Regions from separate parts of the Mus musculus genome. Here regions 2, 3, 4, 5, 6 and 7 are each linked to region 1. The links are chromatin contacts, called in public Hi-C, HiChIP or PLAC-seq, Micro-C and promoter capture Hi-C maps. All regions are on one chromosome and are shown on one strand. The core of a region is the stretch at or near the end of the contact, and the rest is flanking DNA. Distances in the headings are between cores, read along the strand shown. Region 1 holds the start of Tmem222 (transmembrane protein 222). Region 2 holds the start of Rpa2 (replication protein A2). Region 3 holds the start of Themis2 (thymocyte selection associated family member 2). Region 4 holds the start of Ppp1r8 (protein phosphatase 1, regulatory subunit 8). Region 5 holds the start of Stx12 (syntaxin 12). Region 6 holds the start of Fam76a (family with sequence similarity 76, member A). Region 7 has its middle 15 kb from the start of Gm36518.

Region 1 (4,153 bases), core at 981-3,480:
TCACACACAGCAGGGGACAACTGACTCCTGAATGATGTCCTCTGCCGGCCACAGCGCTCCTACACACACAAGGTAATCTTTAAGAAGAAATGAGGAAAAAGCCAACATGGCCAACATGATTGGATTCCACACAAACCACACGGCCACCTGAGTACCCAGCCGCTTTCACAGTGACAGCCCATTCTCTTCACAGCTCTCCTCCACATCTGGAGTTCTCCTGTCCGTCAGTTACTTATTTACCCTCTACGGCTCCCATCAACACCTGGAAACAAGCGGCACACCCTGCCGCGGCACACCGGACAGCTAGGCTTTACACCTGCTACTACAGACCACAAGGAGTCAGTCAGCAAACGTGTTAAGAGGAAATTTTAATGAATTGGATCCAGTGTCTAACTCTGGAACCCTAGGTTGGCCCTTCCTCTGCAGCTTACAATGGCCTCAACACCGTCACAGACCTCAACACCGTCACAGACCCCCATTCTGGCTTTGCCTGCTGAGAACTGGGAATAGAGGTGTGGACCACCCCTGCCCTCTACATTTTGAGACAGTATCTCTCATTGACTTGACAGGAGTAGGTAGCCAGCAAGCCTCAGAGATGCTCTCACCTCCACTTCCTCAGCTCTGGGACTTCAGGCAATGCACTGCTGCATGAAGGTTTTTTTACATGGTTAACAAGGATCCAAACTCAGGTTATTCACAGAAAGCACTTTTACTGACTGAGCCATCCACCCTGGCCCAAGTAGCTTTACATACTTTAAAAATTAGGGTCATTTGATAGATGAAATGGCATACACCTGTAGTCCCAGAACACAGAAGGCAGGGGGAACAGGGGTTCAAAGTCAGGTTGGGCTACGAAATAAATACCAGACCAGCCAGGGCTACATATCAAGCTCATGTCTCAGTCAAAACCAATAAAATAAATAAATACAAAATCGAAAGATTAAAATGATTTGAAGATCAGAAACATTTGAGACTAAAAATATTCCTTCTCCACACAACTTGGCTCTGTTTGTTTGTTTGTTTGAGATTGGGGCTCACTATACATGCCTGGCTGGCCTGGAACTCCTACCATATAATTCAGGCTGCCCTCCAACTCACAGACATCTGCTTGCCTCTGCCTCCAAGTGCTATGGTTAAAAGTATGGATCCCCGTGCCTGGTAGCTGATTTTGATAGAAGGAAAGAAAAGAGTACCTCCTCAGGTGAGAGGTAGGATGCCACAGCTGAAAGATGAGTTATATATAGTCAGTGAACTAACTGGCTTCTGAATATCTTCTTGCTGGGATAGTCAACGGACCAAGACGATGTTACAAAGGAACTCAGCTTCCCCATGGGGGAAGGGGATTTCTACTACAGAAAATAAAGCTTGTAAACTGTCCAGACTGTTAGGATTAAGGTAGGAGGGTTGTAAGCTGCATTCTTCCACTGGGAGGCAGATACCTAGGTCGCTGAGACTGCTTTGTAACTCAAATGATGTAGGGGGAAAAACGCCAGCACGGACCTCCCAATGCTGACATTCCACGAACCAGTGTGGCTTCGATCAAACACTCAGTTCTGTTTCTAAAGGCGAAACGTCTTGTGCATAACAGACGACAAGTACGCGCTCGTTTGCTCAATGAGTGAAAAAACAAAAACAAAAACCAACGGGGAATGAATGACGATGCCTCTTCAGACAATGATTAAGGGTCTTTTCTGTACGCCTGCAGCTTAAGGGCGTGCTAATGACCAGATCTTTGCTGCTGATCTACACTTCTCCTCCTCTCCAGTTAGACCTGGGGGAACCAGGGCCGGAACTATGCCCCACATCCAAGGGGACCGCGCACCTCATAGGTGACGAGAGCTCTAGGGGACTGGGGGCTAGCCTGGCCCGGAGTACGGGTTGCTGCAAGTCTGGGGAAAAAAAAGCTAGCATGGCACCCCGGAGGATGCTCGGGCCCTCGGCGACTTCGCGCTGACATCGGAAGACACTCACGTGAGCACCGGGATGGGTGTCCACACCACGCAGTAGGGGAAGCGGCTCCGCTCCACGTCCATGACAACGCCACCGGACCCGTGGTACTGCTTCATGTCCGTCTCGGCCCCCGTCGGCGTTTCTACTTCCGCCATCCGAGGAGGGGGCGGCGGCGGCTGTAACAGAAGCGGAGAACTCCCTTCCGCTTCCGCCATCCCGCGCGCGTCCCGCTCGGGAAGGCCGACCGCGCCGCCGCTCGCCCCTGTGTCATCACTTCCGGGAGGCGGAGTGTCCTCTCGGTCGATCTTCCCCCGGGGAATTGGAGCCTTGTCCTTCTGGGCCCGGCTAGTTTAGCCTCTTTCCCGTGTTTGTAGCGGAGCATTTCCGTGGACCTCAGGAAGCTCTCAGTCGAGCCCCGGGAACCCACAACCAACCGCGGTTCCGCATGCCGGCACGTGGTGCAGGCACTCTTTATTGATCACTTCTTAGGTGCCAAGCATGTGATATTCATTGGTACTACTGTCTATAAACTGATTAGACGTGCAAATTTAGTTGTTTCCCCCAGAAAACAAATCAGAGACAAAGGCTCTTAGAAATGAAGTGAGCAACGATTCAAACGCAAGTCTTTGTAGATTTCCTTTGTCCTTTTTAGTCTGTGGCATGAGTTACATAATAGTCTGTTACGTGATGGTGTAAAAAGGGAGGTCAAACTAAAATCTTGGTGTGTATGGGAGACACGTACACTTGGTGTGTATGGGAGGGAGCAGCCTTGGGCCTGGGGAGAGCACGGATGCAGAAGTGCCAAGACAGGAAACTTGAGGTCACTATGTGCAGTAGAGAATATCATCCAAGACTTATCTAAATCTCTTTATTGTTCGTGTTTTGGGGCACATGTTTGTTTTTGTTTTGAAACAGGGTCTCACTATGTAGCCCTGTCTGTCACTATGTAGACCAGGCTGACATTGAACTCTTAACTCTGCCTCCCAAGTGCTGGGATTTAAAAGGGTACATCACTAAGCCAGGTCCTTTTTTGCTTTATAGAAAACTCGGCAGTTAGCACTTGTCTAAGATCACACTCAAGAACACAAAGTGGCCAGGCTCCAGTCTTGGAATCTTTTGATTTTTCAGAGGGATAATCAGAGAGACATGGAAGTGGAATGTTATGCGGTGAGGAGTGGGTGGGATGGGTTTGGAAGACAAGAAGGGAACCAGGCTATAGGAAGGTGTAAGAAAAATGAGGCAGAAAGGCAAACAGATTGTTTCAACAGGCTGAGACTGAGACTGTTTTATTGGAACAGCGGGCTGGAGGAGATATATATATGTTACAGCTCCTCTTTGTGTGTGTGTGTGTGTGTGTGTATGGTTTGACTGGGACCAGAGTGGGGGTTGTTTTCCATACTCAGGCATATTGTTTCTGCAGGTGAAGCAGACCTGTCAGATAGGGGCTAAGCACTTCATTCTGGCTAGAAGCTATGGCTTAGTACAGCTAGATTCAATTCCTCATCACCTAAGACTATTAGCCAACAGAAGGTGTGGACAAATGTTTAGGGAAGGCAAAAGCTATGCTTTTGAGAAGGTTTGCTTCCATGAAATGAGTCTCCTTTAATAGTAACTTGCCAAAAGCCTGCGGTCCTGATAATTTTTTTTTGTTTGTTTTTGTTTTTGGTTGGTTGGTTGGTTTTTCGAGACAGAGTTTCTGTGTAGCCCTGGCTGTCCTGGAACTCACTCTGTAGACCAGGCTGGCCTCGAACTCAGAAATTCGCCCTGCCTCTGCCTCCCATGCCTCCCAAGTGCTGGGATTAAAGGTGTGGGCCACCATACCCGGCGATCCTGATACTTAAATGCATTAAAAAAGAAAAAAATCTGGGGGGGAGGGTATAGGGGACTTTTGGGATAGCATTGGAAATGTAATTGAGGAAAATACGTAATAAATAAAAAAAAAAAGAAAAAGAAAAAAATCTGTACTGTGGAAAATCCAAAGGTCTTGACTACATCATACATCAGGTAGTGCAGTTGCTACTACTGCAGAGCAGAGCAGACCCTCTGAGAACTATGCACCTAGCGAATGTTTTCTAAATGTTTCTCGACTTTAAATATCTTTTAAACATCTCACTAGTATCCTAGCCGAAGCTAATTCTAGTCCACTCAAAATTCTTTGAGCATTTTTTGTACCTCTTTCATGAATGACCCCATGTAGTATGAC
Region 2 (4,153 bases), core at 997-3,496, 510 kb before region 1:
ATATACACACATGTACATGCATACACAAAATACATATATACACAAACATGCATATGCATATACAATATATACCACATACATATAGATATATACATACACTACACCTATACACACATACACTTATACAAATGCCACTATAACCACACACAGATAAACACATATACACATACATGCATACACATATATATACATATATACACACCCCTACACACATATGCACATATACTTACACCTATGCACACATGCACACACACACCTATACCCACCTACACACATTTAATGGTTTGAAATAACCTTTGTCAAATGTGTGAGACATGGTGCACACTTGGAAGACAAAGGACAACTCTCAGGAGCTGGTACTTGAGGCCTCCTCCACAGGAGCGTCCTCCTTGCCACAGGAGTGCTGGGATTGCAGATGTGCCATTGCGTTTGGCCTTTTGTGTGTTCAGGGTTTAGAGCTCAGGTCGGCAGGCTTGCCCCTCATGTGCTCTACCCAATGACCATTAAACAACTGAGCACACAGGACTGCGGGGATGGCTCAGGGGTTAAGAGGGCATGTTGCTCTTGCTGATCACCTGAGTTAGCATTACAGAATGGACACGGACACGGCCAAGGGACAGCTGCCTATAACACATTTAGGGACCCCCCAAGACCTCCTCTGGCTTTGGAGGCACCTAAACTCATGTGCACGTACCCACATACTTTCTAGAAAACTAAACACATGCTCTAGTGCTCGATCAGCTTTTAGACGAAGGTGTATGACTCATATAATGACTGGTTGAAATCACGGGAGACTGAGAGGGAGACAAAACTGGGGGCAAGACAGCAGGACATCTTTGGATCTTTTTAACTGTGGCCATGTATGGCCATGAGGTTTCTTTTGTTTGTTTTCTTTTTTTTTTCTTCAAGACAGGGTTTCCCTGTGCAGCCTTGACTGTCCTAGAACTCACACTGTAGACCAAGCTGGCCTCAAATTCACAGAGATCCACCTGCCTCCACCTCCCAAGTGTTGGGGTTAAAGGCGTGTGCCAACCCCTCCCCCAGGTAGGGTTTCTTTCTTTGAAAACATGAACATGTTATCTATGCCCTGGATACAAGCCTGTGTGTGCGTATGAACATGTGTGCTGGAGTGTGTGCTTGTGTGTGTGTGTGTAGAGGACAACTTGTAGGAGTTGTGATGGAGCAGCCTGACTCCACCTTAAGTTCTGAAGCCATCTTATCATACTACCAAAATAAGTCCATTCCTCTTTTCTATAAAACTTAATTTGACCAGGTCTTGACCAACTTTCTGAATTTCGACAGGTTCCACACCCTATACCCTGATTTCAGTCTGATAGACGTTCTGCCAAATAATGCTGAAATGTTCGACCAAGTGCCTACATAACCCTTGAAAATGTCCATATTCTTGCAGTTTTGGGGGTTATATAAACCTCACCTCTTGTGTTCGATGCTGTTTTCTCATTTTGTATTTGTTTTGTTTTTTCGAGACAGGGTTTCTCTGTGTAGCCTTGGCTGTCCTGGAACTCACTCTGTAGACCAGGCTGGCCTCGAACTCAGAAATCCTCCTGCCTCTGCCTCCTAAATGCTGGGATTAAAGGTCTGTGCCACCACTGCCCGGCGATGCTGTTTTCTCAAAACCCCAGTTTAGCGAGATAGCCATCTCTGACAAAATTAAGCTTGCTTAATTTGACCAAAAATTGTTTAATCATTTCTACTCATCTTCAGTGGGATTAACAGTTGAGCCTCTCCTTCCACCATCACGCAGGTATTTATTTATGAATACAATATCACTATCTTCAGACACACCAGAAGAGGACAGCAGATCCCATTATAGATGGTTGTGATCCACCATGTGGTTGCTGGGAATTGAACTCGGGAGTTCTGGAAGAGCAGAAAACTAGCAGTTTGGCGGGAAAAGGGGGCTAGCGAGCGGCGGAAGTGATGTAGGGTTGCATGCGACGGAGATGGGGTGTGTGTGAAGAATGCTTGAGGATGGCCCCGGAAGTATCGTTTTGATTGGTTGTTTTCTTGAATACTGTCCTATCGGAAATTTGCCCTCAGTAAAGATGGCCGCGCATGCTTCCATTCCTTCTTGGGGCCGGGTGTTTTTCCTAAGCTTGGCCTTGATACCGAAAAAAAAAGGAGGGGACTCATGAGTTCTGATTGGCTGAAGGTAAATGTGTCCAGGGCGCTGATTGGCTGTCCCTTCGCGGGAAGGAGTTTGTGGCGCCAGTGCAAAGTAGCCAGAAGGCTGCCACGCCAGAGCGGCACAGAGTTCCCAAGTGTTCTTAGTTTTCGTGTCCGAGCGTCTTGGGCCGCTCTCTCCGGAGAACTGCGACCAGGATGTGGAATAGTAATGGCGGGCGTGGGGAGAGTCACGCGAGGGTGTTGGGAGTGGGCGAGTCTGGCGCAGGAAGGCCGGGACGGAGCGAGAGGCCCGAGGCGGGCTCGGCGGCGTTCGCGGGGTGGCAGGGGGATTGTCGCGGCTGGGGCGGTGGGGACAGCGGTCGCCAGGTATAGAGATGGGGAGCGCAGCGCAGACTCTGACGACGGTCGTTCCCCGCAGGCGGATTCGAAAGCTTCAGCAGCTCCACCTATGGCGGAGCAGGCGGCTACACGCAGTCCCCCGGTGGCTTCGGGTCGCCCACACCGTCGCAGGCGGAGAAGAAATCGGTACGTAGACTGACGGCTCCGTTCTCATTTGTGTCCTGGCCAGGAGGGAACGTGTTTTCGTGCGGGAGGGTGGCACACCCCAAGGTGTCAGAAGCTGTCCGTTACCTACCTTGTCTTTTGTATGGTCAAGTGGGGAACAGGGTTTTTATTATTTTATTGTTTGGCAAGCCTGCAGTGGTTCGCCCGGCCTCCATTTTCCTGGCCCTACCACTCGAAAGTATGCTTTAGTAGAGTTTAATATCGCTGTCCCCAGGGCACAAAAATCCCTGAAGAACAAGAGTCCACTGTGTTCAGAACAGGTTTGGGGTTGTTTCCTGTTGGTAACTGACAGGAAGGACACGCTAAGCCTTAATCTGCTGGGCTTTTTCTGCCTCGTACATATTCATTGTATGACCAAGTGTTTTGGAGGTGTTTGTAGCTCTGGCTGGCCTGGAACTCAGAGATCCACCTGCCTGTACACTGTAGTTGTCTTCAGACACACCAGAAGAGGGCATCAGATACCACTACAGATGGTTGTGAGCCACCGTATGGTTGCTGGGAATTGAACTCAGGACCTCTGGAAGAGCAGTCAGTGCTCTTAACCGCTGAGCCATCTCTCCAGCCCAAAAAGATCCTTTCTTAAAAAACAAACAAACTACATTGCTCGTAGGTGGCTTGAGAGGCAAGTGTCTTTGCTAGATGCTCCTCTGCCCACTCCATCTGACTCTCCTGTTAAGATGCCCAAAGATGAGCAGCTTGACGAAACTCACCAGGTTTTCTGCAGAGACTGCCATCTGGTTGCCAGAATATCTCCTAAAAGAAGCTATACTTCTAACTTCTTCCATTTTATCAAGAAACCTAGAGCATCTTCGTAGTCCTTTTTCTGCTTGTCATTTCTCAAGCCTTTTCACAAGGCCCTGTTGTCTCCGTGGTGTCCTGAACACTGCTCTTGCTATGTCTGGGATGTGCTCTTTCTACCCCTACCTCTCTGAGACAGTTGTTTTCTTGTTGTTGTTTTGTTTTGGGTGTCTGTGTGTGTGTGTGTGTGTGTGTGTGTGTGTGTGTGTGTATCCTTGGCTGTCCTGGAACTCACTCTATAGACCAGGCTGGCCTTGAACTCAAGAAGTCCACCTGCCTCTGCCTCCTGGGTGCTGAGATTAAAACCATTTGCCACCACTGCCTAGCCCTGGGATGCGTTCTTTTTTTTTTTTTTTTTTTTTTTTTTTTAAGATTTATTTATTTATTATATGTAAGTTCACTGCAGCTGTCTTCAGACACTCCAGAAGAGGGCATCAGATCTTGTTACAGATGGTTGTGAGCCACCATGTGGTTGCTGGGATTTGAACTCCGGACCTTCGGAAGAGCAGTCGGGTGCTCTTACCCACTGAGCCATCTCACCAGCCCCCACCTGGGATGCGTTCTAAAGACAGGCTATCCTATGTTGTCCTGACTCTAGTCTGACCTTTTCTTTGTGAACCCACAATAGGATACAAACATATAT
Region 3 (4,153 bases), core at 492-2,991, 480 kb before region 1:
ATTTGTCTTAAACGGAAAGAAAGAAAAATGCTAAGGATCTTAGCTAAGAACTAGCTAGAGTGTTAGTAGTCTAGGATGTAAGATGGCCCAGGTCCCATCTGCAGCAGGGCAGGTAATGTGGGGGTGGGAGGAGGGGGAGGTGAGGGTGGCTGGAGGCAGAACATGGGGTATCAACCTCCAAAACTGGAATCCCATGTGGTCAGGAATTCTACCACACCTTGCCCCATAGGGTCATCTACCTTCCCGTTCACCTCATTTGCATACCGACACTCTGTGACATCCGTCTGTCCTCACGTCACCCCAAGTCCTTCCACTTCCCATCACCCCAGGTCATAGCAGATGAGGAAACTCGGGTATTGTGACACAGGTAAGCAAGAGACGCTGGGAGGATGTTCTGAGCTGGAGAAAAGAATGACCAGGCTCCCAGAGTCCCACTTCAGGGACCCATCAGATTCCGATGGACCAGAGAGACTCACTGTGGTGGCCCTTGTGTGATCCTCCTAGGTCAGTCTATAACCCGCTTGGCCATCAGAACACTTTGCTGGCAGCTGCTGTGGCAGAGCCTGGCTCGCTCACTCCAGGGAGTAGAATGAAGCAGGCATCCATGAGACAGCTTGCTGTCTGAGGGAGGAGCCCTGAATCTCAGCATCTCCCTCCACTCTCGCCTCTGCCCTCCACAGAGCAGCCCGGTCGGTCCCTTTTCTTCCCTCCCTTACCCAAGTGGTCAGTCCCTGGTCACATGTTATTTGGCCAGTAACTGGTGGCTGTGTCCTGATATGGCCATCTCTTCTCTGCTATGGGTTGCGGAAAGCCATGGGCAAGGAGCAAATGTACAGGCAAAAAGCGGGGAAGGATCCCCCTGGTAGGAGGACCACTCCATCTGAGAATCCAGCAGAGGAACAGAGAGACTCAGAGGCAAGGAGCAGAGAGTTCAGCGGGAGGGCTGATCTGGTGCTAAAATAACGAACTGGAATATATCTTAGTGGTGAGAGCTCAGGGTCCTGGGTTGGATCCTTGCAGAAAGGGAAAGAAGATAATAAAAGAGAACGGAGGGAGGGAGCAAGAAAGAAAAATGAACAGTGAACCAGGCATGGCAAATTCAGGCAGAGGCAGACGGATCGCTGCAAACTTAAGGCCAGCCTGGGCTACAAAACAAGGTCCTCTCAGAACAACCCCAATAACGACAGTGAGCACCCTAGTGCCTGTCTGAAACGATGGACGAGTTATCCCCACTTATTTGTCCATTTATTGTTATAATTGTTCTTGTTGCTTGAGACAGGATTTCCTAGGCTGTTCAGATCGCTCCTGCCTAGCTGCCACACAATTTCTGTTAGCATTACCGAGGAGCCTCAGTTGAGAAAAAGCCTGAGTTAAACTCAGGACTTCTCATCACCCATGGGACAAAAGCTGAAGAGCAGGGAGGTGGCGCCTTTTGGTGCGGATTCATAAAACTTCGGACAGCAGCGTCTGAACTCAACCCCAGATCCCTCAGGGTCTAACTCTGTAGCCCAAACTGACCTGCAATCACTTTATAGAACAGGCTAGCTTCGAACTCATCCTCCCGCCACAGCTCCCCAGTGTTGGCATTACAGGCATGACCCATCATACCTAGCTCCTTCCACCCAGAGCCCGCTCACCCTCAAAGTAGACTCCGGAGCAGACCCGCAGCACGCGCGGAAGGGAGGTGGGGTCCAGGCCGCTCACAAAGTCCTGCAGCGGCACCGGCTCCATGGTCGCGTTCCGACTAGATTTGCTCAGACTGATCGGCAGCTTGCAGAGGACAGTCCGGAAGCCACGCCCACCGAGGCCACGCCCCTCAGGTCGGGAGCCCTACAGGGTTCTCTGAAGCGCCCCGAACTCTTGAATGGGGACTTTATTTCCCCTGACCTGTCTCTTCATCTCTAAAATTGAATCTTTTCTTAAGGTTTCTAATGTGATAAAACACCATGACCAAAAGCAACTTGGGGAGGGAAGGGTTTATTATCTTACAACTCTGGGATCACAGAGGTTAGTCAGAACAGAAACTCCGGACAGATAGAGAGAGATAAAGGGACTGGGACTGGTACAAGCCATAAAGAAACACAGCTTACTGGTTTGCTCAGTTTGCTTTCTTACACAACTCAGGACCACCTGCCCAGGGTTGGCACTACCTACACCCTATGGGCTGGGCCCACCCACACCAATCATAAGTGGAGAAAATGCACTACAGGCTTGCCTACAAGCAGTCTGATGGAGGCATTTCTCAACAGAGGTTCCCAGATAATTCTAACTTGGGTCAAATTGACCAAAGAACAACCAGGACAATTCCCACACCTTTCTTTACTTGGCTCCATCGAACAGATCTAACATCAAGACTTGATAATTTTTTTTTTTTTTTTTTTTGAGACAGGGTTTCTCTGTATAGCCCTGGCTGTCCTGGAACTCACTTTGTAGACCAGGCTGGCCTCGAAGTCAGAAATCCGCCTGCCTCTGCCTCCTGAGTGCTGGGATTAAAGGCGTGTGCAGTTACACCTGGCAAGACTTGATAATTTGATACCCAGAGGTCTGGTGTGTGTGTGTGTGTGTGTGTGTGTGTGTGTGTGTGTGTGTGTGTATGTATGTGTGTGTGTGTGTGTGAGAGAGAGAGAGAGACAGAGAGAGAGACAGAGACACAGAGAGACAAAGACACAGAGACACAGAGACACAGACACAGACACAGAGACATAGAGACAGACCCGAGACAGAGACAGACAGAGAGAGTATCCCTTAGCACAAATTGTACTTAAATTACTGTGTAGCTGAAGATGACCTTGAACTTCTGATCTTCCTTCTTCCACCATCTAAAATGAGTGTGGTCACACACACTTTATTAGATGCTGAGGACTAAACCTAGGGCTTCATGGATTCAAAGCAAACACTCTACTAAGTGAGCTGCATCCTCTGCCTTGTTTTGGGTTTTTGAGGCAGGATTTCACATAATCCACTGTGTAGCTGAGAATGGCTTCCTTAGACTCCTGATGCTCTTGATGCCTCCTCCTGCCAGGTTCTGGAATAACAGGCATGTACCATTTAACTACCTCAGACCATGAAGATGTTGAACAGATAAAAACGATCCCACTTCCCCAGCTGAGATGTGCCCCCAGATGCCTCTTCCACAGTACTCCAAGTTCAAACAAGGTACACAGCTCCCTAGTGTAGTTGGGGTCTCTTAGGACATACACACCCTTACCCTTTGGGTCTGAGGAAGAAGACATGCCTTGTCTATCCCCAGATACACCTCTGTCTGGACACCTCTAGTGATGCAGAGATGGCTACCGATCTCTCTAGGACACTCAAGTCCTCTGATATAGGTAAGTAAAAATGGTGCCGTGGCACAGGCTGTGATCCCAGCACTTGAGAGGCTCAGGATTCAAGTCATCCCTGGGTTACAAAGAACATGGTCGTCATGAGAGCCTAGCTTAAAAACGGAATGCAGTTTCTCCTAATGCCTTGTCTTCTGTTTTCGGAAATAAGATGAAATGGAAACTGACTTCCTTGTGGCTGAAAAAAAAAATGTGTAAGTAGAAAAACAGAAGTTCTCATGGCTCCAGGGAACCCTGGTGGTGAAGGGCTGTCTACTGTCTCTCAACTGTTTTCTAGACCTTTCCATGATGGATTGAATATTTTTCATATTAACAGGTACTGTGAACAGCTCACCAAGGGTCACTGGACATGGAGGAGATCACCAGGAATACCTCCATCTTCACAGCACTACTGCAGGGGTGGAAGAGGAGAGGCAGGGAGGGGGATGAAACGATGAGGGAGCACAAGAGAGGAGGAGAGGAAGGAAGAAAGGGAGGAAGGGAAAACAAAGAAGGCGGAGGAAGGGAGGAGGCTCCTGCACTCAGGGATGCTTAGGGAACTGTGAAGCTGAGAACACAGGATTTCTGGGGGCTTATCCTGTTGTCTTTTTTTTTTTTTTTAAGATTTACTTATTATAGCCGGGCATGGTGGCTCATGCCTTTAATCCCAGCACTCAGGAGGCAGAGGCAGGCAGATTTCTGTATTCGAGGCCAGCCTGGTCTACAAAGTGAGTTCCAGGACAGCCAGGGCTATATAGATAAACCCTGTCTCGAAAAAAAAAAGATTTATTTATTATTATAGATAATATTATATTATTACACTGTTGCCATCT
Region 4 (4,153 bases), core at 979-3,478, 430 kb before region 1:
GGCTGGCCTGGAACTCAGAAATCTGCCTGCCTCTGCCTCCCAAGTGCTGGGATTAAAGGCGTACGCCACCACTGCCTGGCTAGAGCTTCTTTCAGTGTTTAACACTTTCTTCCCAAGTGATTCAATTATTCAGAGATTTCAGTGGGTCTGTCTTTAGAGCACCCCCCACCCAAACTCCTGCATTTTAATACTGGCTATGCCCTTCAGAAATAACGCAGCTCAATGTCCTGTTCCCTGGAAAGGTTTTTCCTTCTTGTTTTTGGGAGACAGAGTCTCACGTCTCCAAAAACAAGCTAGGCTCAAACCTTTGTGGGATTGGATCTGAGGACGACCTTTAACCTCCTCCTCCACCTTCCCTGTGCTAAATTACATTGTGATGCATGCTTGGTCTAACCTGGGGTTTCATCTAAGATTTACTACTCCTAATATAAAGAAAGAATAAACCAGTTGTTTTGCTGGGTACAGAAATACACATGTGAATTCCCACCAGAGGGACCATTGCAACTTCAAGGCCATCCTAGTTTGTATAACAGGTGAGTTCTAGATCATCTAGAATCACATATAGAGATCTTGCCTTAAAACAAATATATGTTAAAATAACCAAATAACAAAAATTGTTTGTTTGGGGGCTGATCAATATCATTCTCATCACAAAATAAACAAAAAAACATTACCCAGATGAACTCTTGGTACCAAATCAGAGATCTGTAATTAGGGAACTAGAGCAAATCAAAACCACGCCCACGAAACCAAGCTCCAAAGGGAGGGAGGTGTGGGGGCACCCTGAACAGGTGTTTGTGAAAAAAAATCTAAGTCATCAGACTGTTTTCTATACCTCGCTTCATCATTCAAGGGGATGGATGCTCAAATGTCAAATCACCTGACACAGTTCCTGGTATACACCAGACCCTGAGGTAATGACAGGTGATCTCAAAGAAAGAGTCTCTTTATATTTGGCTGGCCCAAATTTGAAATAAGTGCAGCCAGGGACCAGTGTGGATAAAGAATTTGTAGGCTGAAGCACATGGATATGTTAAAAGAATAAAGAAATCCAGGAAACAGCCAAGCATTCATTCGCTTCCTGGGCTTGTTCTTTTGAACCTTCCAGGGCCCTTACATTTGCACAGAAGAAACGATATCGAGTCTATCTCATTGAAGATTCAACACAGACATCTCACAGCTCCGCTCCAATCTCTCATGGCAGTGGCTAAAAGGACAGTGCATCGAACAAAAGCCCATTTGCTTCGAGATACAGATTAAAATGAACATTAAAGCCAAAATATTTTGTCTGAATATCCTACCATGTGATTGACTCAGGCCTAGGAGCTGAGCATGATGCAAGGGTTTTTGCCCTTGAAGATCTCAATGTAACAGAAGCCCGAGAGGTAACACGTTAATAACCAGGAAGAGCCGCAACAGCAGAAAGGGCTCTAACCCCGATGCATCCTCGTGCAAAGCAGTTCCTATTCATTCATCTTGCACCCCACTCAACGCGGAAACCATCCTACTACTTCTCTGAACTTCCCAGGGGATGAAAATGCTGTATGCTAACAACTTCTGCTGTCTTTTGTACCGGGTTTCGTGCTGGTCTGGTCAGAGAACAAGGGGGAACAGTCCCGCGCCATCCCTGCCCGCAAGGAGCACCTAGTCCGCTTGGAGGGTGCAGCAGCCACGGAGGGATGCAGCATCAGGTTGGACTGAGGTAGGGAAGCCAGCTCGTGCGCGCTCCAGACCTTCAGCACCCGGGGAAGGTTTGATGCTCCCCGAGAGCATCGGGCACTCAGTGATGAGTTAGGGCAAGTTAGGGGCCAAGGCCTGAAGCACCCCGGTGAGCGGCTGACCTCCCAAGCGCTGTATAAACTGAATACCTTCGAGCCCCCAAAACTCGGGTTTCCGCAGAGCCTGGGCCCCAGCTCCAGGATCCTCCACACGTCGCCCGGCCCCTCACAGCGGACAGTTTTCCCTCAATCATTCCAGGATCTTTCTGAGACGTTCGTTTCATCGCAAAAAAAAAAAAAAAAAAAAAAAGGAAGAGGAAAAAAAAATACAACCTTCTCCTTTCTGTCCGGGTTAACTCACGCCAAGCCGCTCCAGTCCCAGAAACCTCATTACTCACCAAGTCGGGCAGTCGAACAGCGGGAGGCTGGAGCCGGAGTTCACGGCTGCCGCCATCTTGCGTCTCCCCCTCCCATTTGGCGGGTCTGAAGCACGCCGGGAAACTAAGAGCTCGGGAGGGAAGAGGCGGCATCCCAGCAGCCTGTGCGCAGCGCGTGCGTGCGCACGCGCAACGCAAGGACGCTCTCCTGGGAGCGCCTCTGGCGGAGGGCATCAGGGGCTGGGTTTGAAGTCTGCAGTGTTTGCTGGAGAGGCTGGGGGCGGGTGTCTCCTTGGTCACGGGGTCAGGAGTGGTTTGTACCTTGATGCGGCTTTCGCGCTGCGTTTTCCGCCAGAAACCCTAGAGCTCTGCAATCTGCATTAACTCCCAGCTACCCACCCCCTCGGGCTTCATCTAGCGATAAGCAGGTGATGGCTAGAGATAAGAAGTGATGGCTTTTTTTTTCCCCCTTTTTCCAGCCTTCCTTCGAAACACTGCATCTGAAAACAGAATCCTTACTCATTTGTCCTTTCTGATCCCAAGTCTGATGTGTACGGCTCAGTGGTAGTGTGTTCAGCAGGCGCGAATGAGGCCACTGATTCAATTCCCCAAAACCAGTAATTTTCTTAGATCTGGGAGAATCTATAGATTAGGCGACTGTGTCAGAAATCATGTAGTCTGTTTTTGAAAACTTTGGACAAACTGCTGCAAGGCACAGACTCAAAAGGAAAAAAAGCCTCCAATTTTTAGTAACTTAACCAATTCTCAAAAATGTTTAATTCATGGCCCCTTAGGATTTTTCTCTGTGGGTCATAGTGACATAGGAAGCATTAGGGTTACCATCTTCCTCTAAGCCATTAGCTTGCTGGTTGTAATGGTTTTGTCTATTGAGTGCTTATGGGGAAGTATGTATTTCATATGGATCAGTTCACTTGGTATTCCCAAAACTCAAGACAGATTGATTCCAGAAGAGAGGCTCTAGCCTCACCTTACAAGGAGTGGTATTCGAACCTGAGTCTATGTAAAGCCAAAAGCCAGGCTCTACTAGTCCCATATGTTTCTGACAACATACCATTCCTTCGTATGCAGTGGATGGTCCTTTTTTCACTTTTGCAGAAAGATGGGATGATGACTTCACAGTTTTTAAAAGAAACAAATGGTTGGAGGGTGTGGCAGCACATATCTGAAATTCCATCTGCCTTTGCTTCCTGAGATACAGGGTTAAAGGTAGTCAACACTATGCCCTGCTAGACAGTAAAATTAATAATAATAATAATAATAAATTCTCCAGGTTTCAGTAAGCAACAGCAATAGAACATGTCATGGTTTGAATATGCTTGGTCCAGGGAGTGGCACTATTTGGAGGTTTGGACTTGTTGAAATAAGTGTATCATTGTAGGCTTGGGCTTTAAGTCCTGTATCCTGGCTACCTGGAAGTCAGTCTTCCACTAACAGCCTTCAGGTGAAAATGTAGAACTCTCAGCTCCTCCTGCACGATGCCTGCCTGGATGCTGCCATGCTCCAGCCTTGATGATAATGGACTGAACCTATGAACCTATAAACCAGCTCCAATTAAATGTTTTCAGCATAAGAGTTGCCTTTGTCGGGCTGGCGAGATGGCTCAGCAGTTAAGAGCACCGACTGCTCTTCCGAAGGTCCTGAGTTCAAATCCCAGCAACCACATGGTGGCTCACAACCATCCGTAATGAGATCTGATGCCCTCTTCTGGTGTGTATGAAGACAGCTACAGTTTACTTACATATAACAATAAATAAATCTTAAAAAAAAAAAAAAAAAAGAGTTGCCTTGGTCATGATGTCTGTTCACAGCAGTAAAAGGTTAACTATGACAGAAGTTGGTACTGGTAGTGGAGTAGTGCTGTGATAGGCCTGACCATGTTTTTGTCTGGAAGAATGTGGATTTTGGGACTTAGAATTTAGAAAGCAATGGAATGCTCTAAGTATTGCTTAATGGGCCATCCTAATAGGAATATGATGAGATTGATTTGAACTGTGCAGACCTGGCCCAAGAGGTTTCAGTGGAGAATAATTTCAGCAT
Region 5 (4,153 bases), core at 1,217-3,716, 390 kb before region 1:
CACACCGACACCTTTTTTGTTGTTGTTTTGCTTTAAGACTCACAGCTCAGGCTGGCTTTGAACCTGGAGACTGTCTTGCCTTGGCCTCCTGAGAGCTAGGGTTACAGACCTGACTCATCACACCCAGGCTCTGGTTTTAAACTCCTTCTCTGTTCCTCCTTCCCTTTCTCCCTTTTTCCCTTTGAAAACAGACTCACAATGTGGCCCTGGATCACCTTGAACACACTAGGCAGTCTAGATTTGCTTCTAAATCATGATAATCCTCCTGCCTCAGCCTCTCAAATGCTATCGTGTACGACTATGGCCAGTTTCAACTCTAATTTTGATTTAAGTAAACACAGATTTGCAGTTAAAAGAATCTGTATCAGTTCCTATGCTTACTATACAACTTAATACTCAAATATGAAATATTCCACATACAGTCATTTAAATTAGGTTAGTCTCAATGAGAAAAAAAAAAAAAACCCACAAATTCTCTTTCTTTCTTTCCTCTCTTTCTTTTCTTCTTTCTGGTGGTTCAAAACAAGGTTTCTCTGTGTAGCCCCTGGCTGTCCTGAAACTCTGTAAACTGGCTAGCCTCTCAAACTCTGAGATCTACCTGCCTCTGCCTCTCAAGTACTGGAATTGAAGGCATGACCCCGCCCCCAACACCTGGCACAAAATTTTCTTTATTATTTTTGTGTGTATGATATGTGGAACATACATAGAACTAATGTAAACAGACACATTGTGTGTGCCAGGGAACGAGTGTGGCTGAGTGTGGAGGTCAGAGTACAGCTCTGTGGAGTTAATTTGCTCCTTCCACGTTCATCTGGGTTCTGGGGCTCAAATCAGATGGTCAGGCCTGCACAGCAAGCACTTTACCTGAACCATCTTGCCAGCCCCTTGAAAAGAATTTTCTGATTTATCCTGTATTATAGCTCCTTAACAAAAGGAAACTGGGACACAAAGTACCATACTGTCTAGTCATCAATTATTATTGTGTTTTTCATATCTGGGTTAACAAGCTGAGTATTCGTACTACCTCCATACACCCAGGCCTAACCCTTCCTGCCTGAAACTTTCTACCTCTCAAATCCTACAGTATACATTTAGATATAAAAGCAAAGTGACAAGCTGGGTGTGGTGGCGTACATTGTTAATCCCAGCACTTGGGAGGCAGAGGCAGGTGGATCTCTAATTTTGAAGCCAGCCTGGTACACAGAGTGAGTTCCAGGATAGTCAGAGCTACAAAAAAACTGTCTCAAAAAGAAAATAAAAGCACAGTGGTAGCTTATGCTTTAAAGCTTAGGACATAACTGCAATTCAGAACTGACTCTACTTATTAACAGTATAGCTAAGCTCACAAAAAAAAAAAAAAAAAAAAAAAACAGAATAATAAACAACACAGATGGTTGTCACCATTTTTAAAGTAAAATTGCTTCTGTTGTTCTGTTTACAGGGCTCTGGGATGATTCTGAAACTCAAAAACAGCCTGTACTTGACTCTAGCTACAGAAGGGAGTTTTAAGGTAAGCAGTTACAAACTGACTTGGCCCAACCCTGCCATCTCTTACTTGGTGTGTAATTGTGGCCAAGAGTAGCTCTCAACGGAGGCAGAAGAGGACATCTTCATGCTTGAAATGGGAAAAACGTTCGCTACAAAGACAACCTAACCTAAAATGTTCCCGGTGCATTCTGTGCCATAAAGCAGCAGTCCTCCCGTCCCTTAAATGCCAGGCACTGACTGACGTCCAGGTTAATTACAGGAAACACAGTGTATTAAGTCACTCGAACGCACGCATTCTCCACTTCCCTTAATTGAAAGTTGCTGATGTCTGAGGACCCAACCGCTGAGCTGAATGTGAACCTAAAGTCGCAACCAAGTAAGCACCCCCTGATCGGAACTGAGGAAAACAAGGTGGGTGGGGAGAGGGGGACGGCGACGACAGGAAAAACTCGGCTGACCACTGCGCCAAGTCAAGACTGCTGCTCACAGTCCTGGAGATGACACACACTCCCTCCCACCATCGGGGCTGTCGGCTCTGTTGACCCCCAACACCGTGAACTCTAACCGCCTAAGACAGGGGTGTGGACCTAAAGGGCCCGAGCCTGGCCGACCCAGGGAAAGGCAGCTCGCCGCGCCCAGAGTGGAGGCTCGCGACGGCCTCAAGGTGTGGCCTGAGCTGCGACCCAGACCGGGCTCCCCGACTTGGCAGCTTCACCACCGTCTGTCCCTCAGGCCGCCCCCAGCTCCCGGCTGGGTCCCCTCGCTCACTGGCTTGGCTGATCCGCTGGATGTTGCCACTGCATGTCTGGATGATGCTGTTGAAGTCCCGGGGCTGAGGCCCCGACGGCCCGGGGTTCCGATACATGTCTAAGGGACCGTAGGACATGACAGTGAGCAGAGACCGGGTCGCGCTTCGCGGCGCTCCTACCGGAAGCTGCCACTGACCGGGCCCAGCAGCTGAGAGGAAAACCGGGAAGAGAAAGGGCGGGGAAGGGACCGCGACTGCGTGCGCACTGACCCCCCGCCCATCGCGGTGCGCATGCGCGCGCTCCGCCCCATCCTGCAGTGCGCGTGTGCGGCTGGAATTGGCGGTGGGTCGTCTCTTGAGAGTTTTCGAACTGCTGGCGGTGAGCGTTCTCGCAAGACCCGACTCCTCCAGCTGTGAAGCCAGTACAGGACCGGACTTCTTCAGCCTGTCGTCTACAGACGGCGCGCCCCGCATTCCACGACCTTCCGGCCGCCAACACGCTCATCCGCATCCTGCTGCTCCCGCATCCTGCCGCTCCCGCATCCTGCTGCTCCGCGCGGCACTGTTGTTCAGGCACCCAGCAAGTTCTTGCTTTTCCAACCCATGTCAAAATCGAGGTGAATGCATGAGCATGGAATGGGACCAGTACACGTGCAGTTGTACCCGACAGGATTCGATGGTGAAAACTGTTCAACACCTAAATTTCTAGCAAGAATAAAGTTACTACTGAAACCATCCGCCAATACGGTGTGCCCCGTGCTTACCCACTTCAAGGGATTCTGGGACATTGTTGATTAACATTTCCTTCCTTTGAGGTCAGGCTGGTATACAGGGTGAGTTCCAGGACAGCCAAGGTTACATAGAGAAACCCTGTCTCGGAAAACCCACTCACACTCCAAACAAATAAAAACCATTCCCTTCCTGCGGAATTCAGTCATGAGATATGTTGCCAGCCAGATGGCATTTGATTGACAGCCCACCAACTTACAATGTGCACCACACCTACGAAAACTGGGCACCCTTCTCCAACCTCTCCTACTACATCAGAGCCTCTCCTCCTGTAACAGATGACTGCCTGACTCCCATCCTGTGAAAGGGAAGAAGAGGGTTTCTGATTCAAAAGATTATGGGGAAAATTCTAAGAAAAAAATTCATCCTTGACCCCCAGGGCTCGAATATGATATTCACATTCTTCGGCCAGCAATTCACCCACCAGTATCTCAAGACAGACCAGAAACAAGGACATATATTCACTAGAGGGCTGGGCCATGGAGTGGACATATAAGCCATGTTTATGGTAAAACTCCAGATAGACAGCATAAACTGCTCCTTTGCTTTCTCTTTTAATTATTTATTTTTATGCTCATTGGTCTTTTGCCTGTACCTGTGAGGGTGACAGAGCCCCTGGACCTGGAGTTACAGAGAGCTGTGAGCTGCCATGTGAATGCTGGGAATTGAACCTGTGTCCTCTGGAAGAGCAGCCAGTGTTCTTAACTGCAGAGTCATTTCTCCAGCCCCAAACTATGCCTTTTCAAGGATGAAAAACTCAAGTACCAGGTAATTGATGAAGAGGTATATTCTCCCATCAGAGAGATCAGGGACACTCAGGTGGAAGCAGACTGCCACTGCAAACCCCCAAATACCTGCTTTAGGGCAGATCTTGGGTTTGGCCACTGGTCATATGGTATAAGCTACACCATGAACCAGCACCACAAACCATTCTCACCGAAGCCTTACCAATCATTTGAAGAACTCAGGAGAAAGAGGCTGCTGAGTTGGAAGTTCTCTGTGGTAAAATTGATGCTGTTGGTGCTGGTTAAGAGCACTGACTGCTCTTCGATACGTTCTGAGTTCAATTCCCAGCAACCACATGGTGGCTCACAACCATCTATAATGAGAGCTGATGCTCTCTTCTGG
Region 6 (4,153 bases), core at 480-2,979, 360 kb before region 1:
CCAGAGGAGCAGAAAGTCTGAATTCAGTAAAAAGCTGCAGACTGGGTACTAACTGTTGCTAGCAAGAGGCCTGGGTGAGTCATGTAACTCTCTGGACCTTCTCCTCTATATGCATATCACTTCCCTGCTGTTGATGTGGGAGTAGGAATCTGTATGAACTACTCATAGATTTTAAAACAAATATATCATGAATAAGCTCTAGATTGGTCGTTAGCTCTCTAGGTAAGAGTCCAGCTGGTCCGTCTGCTGTTGTGGGATAATGAGAAGGATCACTTGTGATACGAAGGCAAAAGATTAAAGCTGTCTTGTTTATTGAACTTCCTTTAAAAAAAAAAAAAAAAAAAAAAAAGAGCCGGGAGGTGGTGGCACATGCCTTTAATCCCAGCACTCAGGAGGCCGAGTTCAGGATTTTCTGAGTTCGAGGCCTGCCTGGTCTACAAAGTGAGTTTCAGGACAGCCAGGGCTATACAGAGAAACCCTGTCTTGGAAAAACAAAAAACAAAAATAACAACAAAGAATCATACAGCCTTAGACTGAGCAACAGTACACGACTTTAATCCCAGCGTTTGGAAGACAGAGGCAGTCAGATAGATCTCTGAGAGTTCAAAGACAGCCAGAGCTACAAGTTATATGACCCTGCCTCGGAAACAAACAAGAAAAATGTTTAGATCAAAGTTTTTATGTCCAAGGGGGCCTTCAAACACTATCTTTCGGACTCAGTAAACCCAAGTGGCTTAAGGAAAGTATGTGGGCATCTTTTTGGGGGGACGCGGGGAGGTGAACTACACACAGCGGACGGACACAGACACACATTCTGTATCTGAAATATCTGAGGATCTGTCAACGGCAACTCTGCACGAGCTTGCCGACTTAACTGTTGCTCTCTTGAACCGACGAGGTGGGAGGAAGTTATATATAAAAACGCTGGCATTTCAGGGGTTAAAAAATGCTTAGGATGAGGAGGAAGGCTACCAATTAGATGCTAAAAAGTCACCCTGTTCGTGTGTGTTCCAAGACACTGTTGGGGTACTTTTTTCATTTTCCCTAATAAAGCCTTGCCACCTCTAACTTTGAGATCGGCTGTAAAGTGCCCACGAAGTGTCCAGAGTTCAAAACACTCCTCACAAGCAGCACCTGATTCCGGGGTTCAATCTCATCCAGGACAAGGGAAATCTCTGGACCGTCATTCTACACTCAAGACGACCACATCAGAAGAGAAGGCGGTCCAAGGAAATCTTCCCGGGGGGCCAGTCGGGGACAAACAGGGGAGCTGTCCCCTCCCGCGACCTCACCAGGTCGGAGAAGAAACCCCAGCCGTTGCTAAGCACCAGGACACGCCGGCTGCCAGGGCCTGGACTCCGCCCGGGGCTCCCACAAGTACCCTGCAGTCCTCTGCGGGCCCGGCTCAGCTCGTCCGCAAAACGGGCCGGCCACACCCTGCCCGAGGGGACCCCGGCAGCCGTCCTCGCTGGACCGAGAGTTCCGAACCGCGCCTGGAGCGTCCCCAGCTCCCGGCCGCCGCCCCAGCCCGCGCACCTTGCACAGCTGCTGCCCCTGAGACAGCGCCTCGAAGGGGAAGCGCTGGTGGCACTTGGTGCAGGCGTACAGCGCCGCCATGTCCGGCCCGGGCCGTGATCGCCGCCGCCCCTCCCGCCGGCCCGCCGCTTTATCTGACAGTCTCAGGCACAACCTGGCGGCGGCGGCCGGGCCGCGGGCTGCGGAGGGCGGGCGGGCGAGGGCGGGCCGCGGGCGCAGGGGCGGGCTCTCCGGTGCTCAGAGGCCGTTCGCTGGCTCGCGTGGACGTCGATCACGCGGGAGGGGGCGGAACGTGGAGTTCCCGACGGCTCTGATTCGGTCCGGGTTGGACTACGCCACTGTGACGCTCGGGGCCGCGATTATGTAAAGCGCAGTCACGCGGGGGCGCCGCCTGAAAAGAGCGTCTTCCGAGTAGGATAGCGGAAGCCCTCGGGCTCCGCCCACCTGCCCGCTGAGGCTCCGCCCTCGCTCCGCCTCTCCGGGGGCTGCGGGAGCATTGGAGCTTCTCGCGATACTCGATGAAGTTGTGATGTTTTGGGTTGCCGTGGAGCTTCCCGCTAGCCGAAGGAGTGTGGGATTGGGGTGACAGTCGGGCAACGTCGGATTCGAACTACGAGACCATCCGGAGTTTAAACCCACTGGCAACCAAGGAGGAAAGTCTATCTTTGGAGCAGGCGGAGGGGAAAAGCAGGATATTAAATGAGTGTCCTCTATGGGCTGGAGAGAAGGCTCCGAATGCTGCTTTTGCAAAGTTTGGTTCCCAGCACCCACATCTGGAGGCTCAGATCGCCTGTAACTCCAGCTGCAGGGCTATCCCTGATGCCTCTTAACTCAGCAGGCACCTGCACTCACGTGCACTTACAAAAGATGGGCAGTTGTAAAATGGTAAAACAGTAGAGACCTGAAGCTAGAATTAAAGGCAATAGGAACACGGTGGCCATGATACTCTTGAGATCGGTTGGCTGTGTGTGTATGGAGGCCATCTGTACATGACCCAAAACCTTTAATACATTTTAGTTTGTGTGTGTGTCTCTGTGTCCCCCTCACTTAATATGGAGCTAATTGATCTGTCCGTTCTAGTGTGTGTGAGACTTAGGGATTGGTTTGATCTCTAGCACTGGAGAAAGAAAAAGAGGTAGGGCATAGGAAGTGAGAGGAAAGAAAGGAATAGAAAATATCGATGATCATTCATACAATAAACCTTTTTTAAAAGTTATTTTTACTTGTAAATGTGTTTGTGGGGCTGGAGAGATGGCTCAGCGCTGACTGTCTTCCAAGGGTCCTAAGTTCAATTCCCAGCAACCACATGGTGGCTCATAACCATCTGTAATGGGGTCTGATGCCCTCTTCTAGTGTGTGTCTGAAGATAGCAACAGTGTACTTACATATAATAATAAATAAATCTTGGGGCTGGAGCCAGCAAGGCTGGAGCCAGCAGAGGTCCTGAGTTCAATTCCCAGCAACCACATGAAGGCTCAGAACCATCTGTTCAGCTACAGTGTACCCCTATACATAAAATAAATAAATAAATCTTTTTTTAAAAATGTGTTTGTGAGTGTGCATGCCTCTGTGTATGTGTGTGTGTGTGAATGCAGTGCCTATCAAGGCTAGATGGAGTCCCCCAGGGCTGGAGTTGCAGGCAGTTTTAAACTGTCTGACATGAATACTGTACAAACAGTATGTAATCTTAACCACTGAGCCATCTCTCCAGACCCTCCTTGAATAACGTGTTAAGTATTTACTATGTGACAATTCTGGCTTATGCACACAATCAATAAGCCAGACATGATCTCTGCCTTTGTTTGGCAAATTAGCCAAAAGGGGCTATGATAAATGAAAAGACAAACCGTAAGTTGAGCATAGCAGTAACACCTGTAATCACAGTACATGGGAACTGGAGGCAGGAGGATCAGAAGGTCAACTCTATCCTTCACTACTTACTAAGTTTGAGTCTAGCTAAGCTCCATGTGACCCTGTCTTTAAAAACAAACAAGCAAAAAACCCCACAGCCAGGGAGGCAGAGGCAGGTGGATCTTGATAAATTATTTCTCCATCCATGAAACAAGCCAAATTCAAGCCAGATTACATTATATTAAATGGAGGTTTATTGGGCTCTCTGGCAAGTTCACTGGCCCCAAGGATTAAGGCCAGGGGAGTCACCATGAGGGCAAAGGTCAGGGGAGAGAAAGAGGAAAAATGGTGAGCAGAGAAAGAAGAGAAGGAGGAGGGGAGGAGGAGGAGGGAGGAGGAGAGGGAGGGAGGGAGAGAGAGAGAGAGAGAGAGAACACAAGAGAACAAAATGTGCCTCTGGAGAAGGGCAGCCTAGCCCCTGGGCTGGAAAGTTCAGGATTGGGGGCAGGGTGTGCCAGATAGGGACTGAGGGATGCTGGGAGAACCTGGAGGCCAGGTCTGCTTTGATCTGTAAAATGTGCACCTCAGTTCCTTGTCCTCAGGGGCCAAAACTAAACCGAGCTCTGTGTTGGAGGCCAGCCTGGTCTACAGAGCAAATTCCAGGACAGCCAGGGCTGCAAAGGACCAAAAAAGGAAGAAAGGGGGAAAAAAAAATCCTGCAAGGAAAGAGGACAGACCTAGGACGGGAGGATGGGGGTGTGTGGGG
Region 7 (4,153 bases), core at 855-3,354, 330 kb before region 1:
AAGGCTTGGCCATGGTATGGACAAACAGCAAGCAGTCAGTAAATGTCAGCCGCCGCCACCATGAGGGAGTGGAGGAAATAACCAGGGAGCAACCTGGGAATTCAAAAATCTAACTTTGCAGCCAGGCATGGCTCCCAGGGGCTCAGAGTTCTTCTCCCTTTCTCCCAAAGATTGGCATCTAATTAGGGCTACTCTGTCCTGGGGCGCCCCTATCCATTTATTCCCGTGGACATCATCAAAGAAAGATGTACAGCTCTACTCCCACAAGTCTAGTTTAAAATATATATACATATATGTATATATATATACCTTAATTAATAATTAAAAAATATTTATTTATTTATTTTTTAATTTATGCATATGGGAGGAGTTTTTGCCTGAGTGTGCGTCTGTGCACTGTGTGTGTGTGTGTGTGTGTGTGTCTACTGGCCAAGGAGGCCAGAAGGGGATGTCAGATCCCCCGGAACTGGAGTACTGATGGCTAGCTATAAGCTTTTGTATGGATGTTGGGAGCTGAACCCAGGTTCTCTGGAAGCACAGAGAGTGCTCTTACTCCCTGAGGCATCTCTCCAACCGCATAATTAATTAGTGTTTGAGACAGAGTCTTACTATGTAGCCCAGGCTAGCCACAAACTCATGATGCTCCTCCTGCCTCGGCCTCCTGAGTATTGATTGGGGTTGCTGGATTTTGAGTCCCAGTCCCCAGCAATCCCTCAGGCTGAATTACCCTGACGATGGCCGCATACTGCTCTCTCAGAATGCAGCTTAATTCTTCACCTTCATCCCCTAGACATTTACTGAGTGATCAATCCACGCCAGGCACTGTACCAGGCGCTAAGGACCCCACCGCACAAGGAACCTACTTCCTGCCTACTTGCAGCTCAGAGTGAATCCACGAGGCCCCCTCTTCCTTCCTGTTCGCCTTCTCTTCACCCCCATTTGTTTCGATAACCCCTACCCTTGTCTGTCTTCACGGGTTTTGATTATTACGTTCACACAGCACCAGACGACATGATGACACACAGCAGCGGCAGGGCCACGTGACATCTGTCTCTTTTAGAATTGTCTCTGGCAGTGGCCTTCAGACAGACACACCACTGAGTCATGGCCCTGCTGCAGGGTTGCAGCCTGACAAGTTCCTTGCGTTTTTAGGGTCCCAAATCTGCTTTCTTTAAAGCCAGGAGGTTTCCTCTGCTAATGCGATTGGCTTTTTATAAGGCTTTGTTTTGTTTTGTTTGTTTTTGGTTTTCGAGACAAGCTTTCTCTATGTAGCCCTGGCTATCCTGAAATTCACTCTGTAGATCAGGCTGGCCTCAAACTCGAAGAGATATGCTAGCTACCTCCTGAGTGCTGGGATTGAATGGGGTATACCACTACTACCCAGTTATGAGATTTTGTTTTTAAGTGTGTGCATGTGTGCGGTTTAGAAAAGTTATAGTTCCAGACAGTTGTTAACTCCCTGATGTGAGGTCTAGGAACTTAACGGGTCCCCTGGAAGACCAGGGAGCTCTTGTAACCAAGAAGTCATCTCTCCAGCCCCCTGGGCTTCCTCTTCTAAAGTGTCTGCTGAGCAAACGCACACGCTCTGTAACCCCTGGCCTTCTCAGATCCTCTTGCTTCAGAGCAGAGTTTATTTTGGGGAAAAGCCATCTTGTAGTGCCAACTTTGGTGACTAAAGTGGGGTTGGTGCTGGGCAGTGCCATGTTTGGTCACAAAGGGGGTGACTAGAAACTAACAGAGAATGCTTTTTACTCTGGAGCTACATCTTAAGACGAGCCCCAAATTAGACCTCAGTGACTCTGGGCTCCATCCCAAGTATAAAATAGAATAAAATAAATTCAGACCCCGGTTTCTGACTGTCTTGCTGTAAGACAATGTCAAGGTCATCTCTGGTCCTCAGGTTTCTCGTCTGTCAAATGGTGCTAAAGGAGTCTCATCCAGACCAAGAGTGTCATTCCCAAGTGTGGACGTTAGAGGATGTGTCTTTGTTTTTAGCTTGAAGGTTTAAAGATGGGTGTGTGCCAGGGAGGCAGGAAGAGGGCGGAGCTGGAGCTGCAGGTCACTGTGAGTCACTAAATGGAACTCTGTCTGCTGGAAGAGCAGCAACTGCTGAGCCGTCTCTCCAGCACCTTGCAGTCAAGTTCTTGCTGTGCTGACCAGGCTGCCCTTGAACTCCTCGGCTCAACAATTCGGCCGCAGGCTCCTCCAGCACTTGACTACAGGCATACCATGTCAGCTGACTTAGTCCTGACCTTTCATCAAATCCCTTTATCTAGGGAGTTTCCTTCCAGGCCCTGGTACCCTTTAACAGTCAGCCCCTCCTAAGGCTGGCGCCACAATCTCATGGTGCAGTGTACGAACATGACCACCAGGTGGCACTGTAGTCCCGGGCTAGACTTCATCAGCCCTCATTATCCTTGAGCTGCTCCGCAATTACTAAAAGCCCTCCCTGGGGCAGTCTCCACCACAGTCTTCCGAGACTGAAATGAATGGACCTCGGCTTCTGCTCTGCAGCAGGAAGCCTGGACGCTGGAGTGATCATTCCCAGGGTCTCTGAAGGACCTTCCTCCTGCTCTCCTTCCCAAACCCCTAGTTCCACAATTCAGGACCCTCTCTGCCATCAGGTCTGTCTTCAAGTTCACAGCCTATGCACCTCCCACCCCCACCCCCCGACAGAGCCATAAGGTTTTAGAGGAGAAAGAGAGAAACACGCCACCGCCACCCAGGCTTCTTGGCTGGCGGTACAGGGAAATGCTGAGAACCGGGCGTTACTAAGCTGACCTGGAAAGGGGCCTGGGCCAGCAGCAGCGGAGGTTGCTGAAGCAGAAGAGGCCTGTGGCTTCCTGTGAAGAACTGAGGAGCCACGTCCTTTAAGCAGATGGCTGGGGGGAGGGGTGGAAGACTAGGACGCCCAGGCCTCCCGGTGAGGAGAGGGAAGGGTCCCAGGAAGGCAGGCGAAGAGGCCAGGGAGAGCGTTCTCTTGCCTTTCAGCCTCTGCCATCTCCTAAGATAGACAGGCAGGACAAACAGCGTCATTAATGTGAAGCTACCCGGAAGAGACAGGGGCAGGAACAGGTCTGTCTGCTCATACAGACAGCAAGTCCAAGCACCTAGCCACAAGTACCCAGGTTTCAGTGCCTGACCTCAGAAACTCAGATAGAGAAACCCAGCCCCAAGTTCTCGGCCTCAAAACCCCAGCTTGTTCCCAACTGCATGCACCCACTGTGCAAGCAGAAGACGTAATGCCCTGTCAGAGGCTGTGGGGGTGGGAGTGGGGCGGAGGAGCGGGGAGAGGAGAGGGGAGGGGAGGGCTGGTGAGCTCCCGGACACAAGAACACGGGACACGCGATTCGATCCAGATCCAGAGGTTCTTTATCGGAACAAACAAATGATTCCAGATGGAAGCTTTGCCGCAATCCTTACAGGATCTGTTTACTGAGCTGACTCGTCCCTGTAGCCAGCACCAAGGAAGTGCCAGGCTGGTCATGCAAATAACCACACAGCCCAAGCTGGGCGACTTGGCTGCCTTTGCCCTACGCATACAGGCATACAGCTTGTTTGTCCAGGGTTGTGTCTCCTGTCACACCTATGGAGAAGCCTGCGTCCTTAACAAGGTCAGGGACAGAGAACTCTGCTGGAACCTTTCCTGAGCAGAGAGCAGGGGGGCTGCCACTCCTGACACAACACGGCTGTGTCACAAAGTCTGTGTGTGTGTGTGTGTGTGTGTGTGTGTGTCTGGGCCTCTGCCTCACCACTGTCTCGCTCCTCTGGAGGTCAGAGCACAGCTCACAGGAGCTCATTCCCTCCTACTATGGTTTGGTCACCCGTGTCTTTACCCACTGAGCCATCCTACCTGCCGGAGCAGGAACTCTGCGTCAACAGGGGGCTCAGCTTTCAGCATCCACCTCTGCCAGAAGCACCCCAGATCCTAACCCAGAGAAAGAGGGGAGAGTGTTTTCAGTCCTCCGGGAGTCCACAGTCTCTTCTCTGAACCTCCCACCCCAAGCTAGTGTCTCTTACAGGCCTCTCCTCTTAAAGTACGGGTGCCTTCAGGCAGATGGGCCCAAGCCACATGCCTTGTTTCTCACTACCACAGTGCTCTTCCTGGAACCACTTGGAGGCATCAAAAATACTGGTACCTGTTCTTACTACA

Evidence for each region. A called contact is a pair of places that touch in the nucleus more often than the background predicts. HiChIP or PLAC-seq counts read pairs in DNA pulled down with a chosen protein or histone mark. Capture Hi-C pulls out chosen DNA fragments and counts their contacts.
Region 2: an H3K4me3 HiChIP or PLAC-seq map of pro-B cells shows a contact between it and region 1, with 2.9 times the contacts expected there. The contact joins the promoter of Rpa2 here to the promoter of Tmem222 in region 1. A contact is called at or near these places in 4 of 39 promoter capture datasets (cranial neural crest, liver, neural stem cells and 1 more), 1 of 484 Hi-C or Micro-C datasets (embryonic stem cells), 3 of 115 datasets of contacts at active chromatin or transcription factors (astrocytes, embryonic stem cells and pro-B cells) and 1 of 9 other capture datasets (liver).
Region 3: an H3K27ac HiChIP or PLAC-seq map of embryonic stem cells shows a contact between it and region 1, with 5 times the contacts expected there. The contact joins the promoter of Themis2 here to the promoter of Tmem222 in region 1. A contact is called at or near these places in 1 of 39 promoter capture datasets (pre-B cells), 1 of 484 Hi-C or Micro-C datasets (B cells) and 3 of 115 datasets of contacts at active chromatin or transcription factors (acute myeloid leukemia and embryonic stem cells).
Region 4: a promoter capture Hi-C map of pancreatic islet shows a contact between it and region 1. The contact joins the promoter of Ppp1r8 here to the promoter of Tmem222 in region 1. A contact is called at or near these places in 8 of 39 promoter capture datasets (the C10 cell line, embryonic stem cells, hippocampal neurons and 4 more), 5 of 115 datasets of contacts at active chromatin or transcription factors (bone marrow-derived macrophages, embryonic stem cells and large pre-B cells) and 3 of 9 other capture datasets (adipose tissue, liver and pancreatic islet).
Region 5: a contact with region 1 is called in a Micro-C map of muscle stem cells, with 8 times the contacts expected there. The contact joins the promoter of Stx12 here to the promoter of Tmem222 in region 1. A contact is called at or near these places in 8 of 39 promoter capture datasets (the C10 cell line, embryonic stem cells, liver and 4 more), 3 of 484 Hi-C or Micro-C datasets (cortical neurons, embryonic stem cells and muscle stem cells), 9 of 115 datasets of contacts at active chromatin or transcription factors (the 230-238 cell line, CD8 T cells, bone marrow-derived macrophages and 5 more) and 4 of 9 other capture datasets (adipose tissue, embryonic stem cells, liver and 1 more).
Region 6: an H3K27ac HiChIP or PLAC-seq map of microglia shows a contact between it and region 1, with 8 times the contacts expected there. The contact joins the promoter of Fam76a here to the promoter of Tmem222 in region 1. A contact is called at or near these places in 10 of 39 promoter capture datasets (the C10 cell line, embryonic stem cells, hippocampal neurons and 5 more), 3 of 484 Hi-C or Micro-C datasets (B cells, bone marrow-derived macrophages and natural killer cells), 26 of 115 datasets of contacts at active chromatin or transcription factors (the SCID.adh cell line, SST interneurons, acute myeloid leukemia and 17 more) and 2 of 9 other capture datasets (adipose tissue and liver).
Region 7: a contact with region 1 is called in a Hi-C map of B cells, with 36 read pairs. The contact joins the enhancer-like site here to the promoter of Tmem222 in region 1. A contact is called at or near these places in 7 of 39 promoter capture datasets (the 3T3-L1 cell line, cranial neural crest, embryonic stem cells and 3 more), 2 of 15 datasets of contacts at CTCF or cohesin (embryonic stem cells and large pre-B cells), 9 of 484 Hi-C or Micro-C datasets (B cells, the CH12 cell line, the G1E-ER4 cell line and 4 more), 38 of 115 datasets of contacts at active chromatin or transcription factors (CD8 T cells, the NIH/3T3 cell line, the SCID.adh cell line and 27 more) and 3 of 9 other capture datasets (adipose tissue, liver and macrophages).

The regions. Positions count from the first base shown.
Region 1 is chr4:133,275,560-133,279,712 of GRCm38.p6, forward strand. It overlaps Tmem222 (transmembrane protein 222), which reads right to left and starts at 2,231. Exons shown (of 6, transcript NM_025667.3): 1 at 1,972-2,231. The coding sequence starts at 2,165.
Region 2 is chr4:132,766,114-132,770,266 of GRCm38.p6, forward strand. Rpa2 (replication protein A2) reads left to right here and starts at 2,247. Exons shown (of 9, transcript NM_011284.3): 1 at 2,247-2,353; 2 at 2,567-2,673. The coding sequence starts at 2,344.
Region 3 is chr4:132,794,623-132,798,775 of GRCm38.p6, forward strand. Themis2 (thymocyte selection associated family member 2) reads right to left here and starts at 1,742. Exons shown (of 6, transcript NM_001033308.2): 1 at 1,638-1,742. The coding sequence starts at 1,731.
Region 4 is chr4:132,840,941-132,845,093 of GRCm38.p6, forward strand. Ppp1r8 (protein phosphatase 1, regulatory subunit 8) reads right to left here and starts at 2,229. Exons shown (of 7, transcript NM_146154.3): 1 at 2,117-2,229. The coding sequence starts at 2,172.
Region 5 is chr4:132,881,992-132,886,144 of GRCm38.p6, forward strand. It overlaps Stx12 (syntaxin 12), which reads right to left and starts at 2,467. Exons shown (of 9, transcript NM_133887.4): 1 at 2,257-2,467. The coding sequence starts at 2,374. It also overlaps the pseudogene Gm13033.
Region 6 is chr4:132,920,822-132,924,974 of GRCm38.p6, forward strand. It overlaps Fam76a (family with sequence similarity 76, member A), which reads right to left and starts at 1,730. Exons shown (of 9, transcript NM_145553.2): 1 at 1,537-1,730. The coding sequence starts at 1,617.
Region 7 is chr4:132,943,332-132,947,484 of GRCm38.p6, forward strand. No RefSeq gene overlaps it. Among named protein-coding and RNA genes, the nearest start is that of Gm36518, 15 kb to the right of the region's middle. Within about 2 kb of position 2,105, at least 276 of the 459 cell types and tissues checked have an H3K27ac peak or open chromatin away from gene starts, as enhancers often do. A contact at or near this core is called in B cells, CD8 T cells, the CH12 cell line and 28 more, where this site is marked.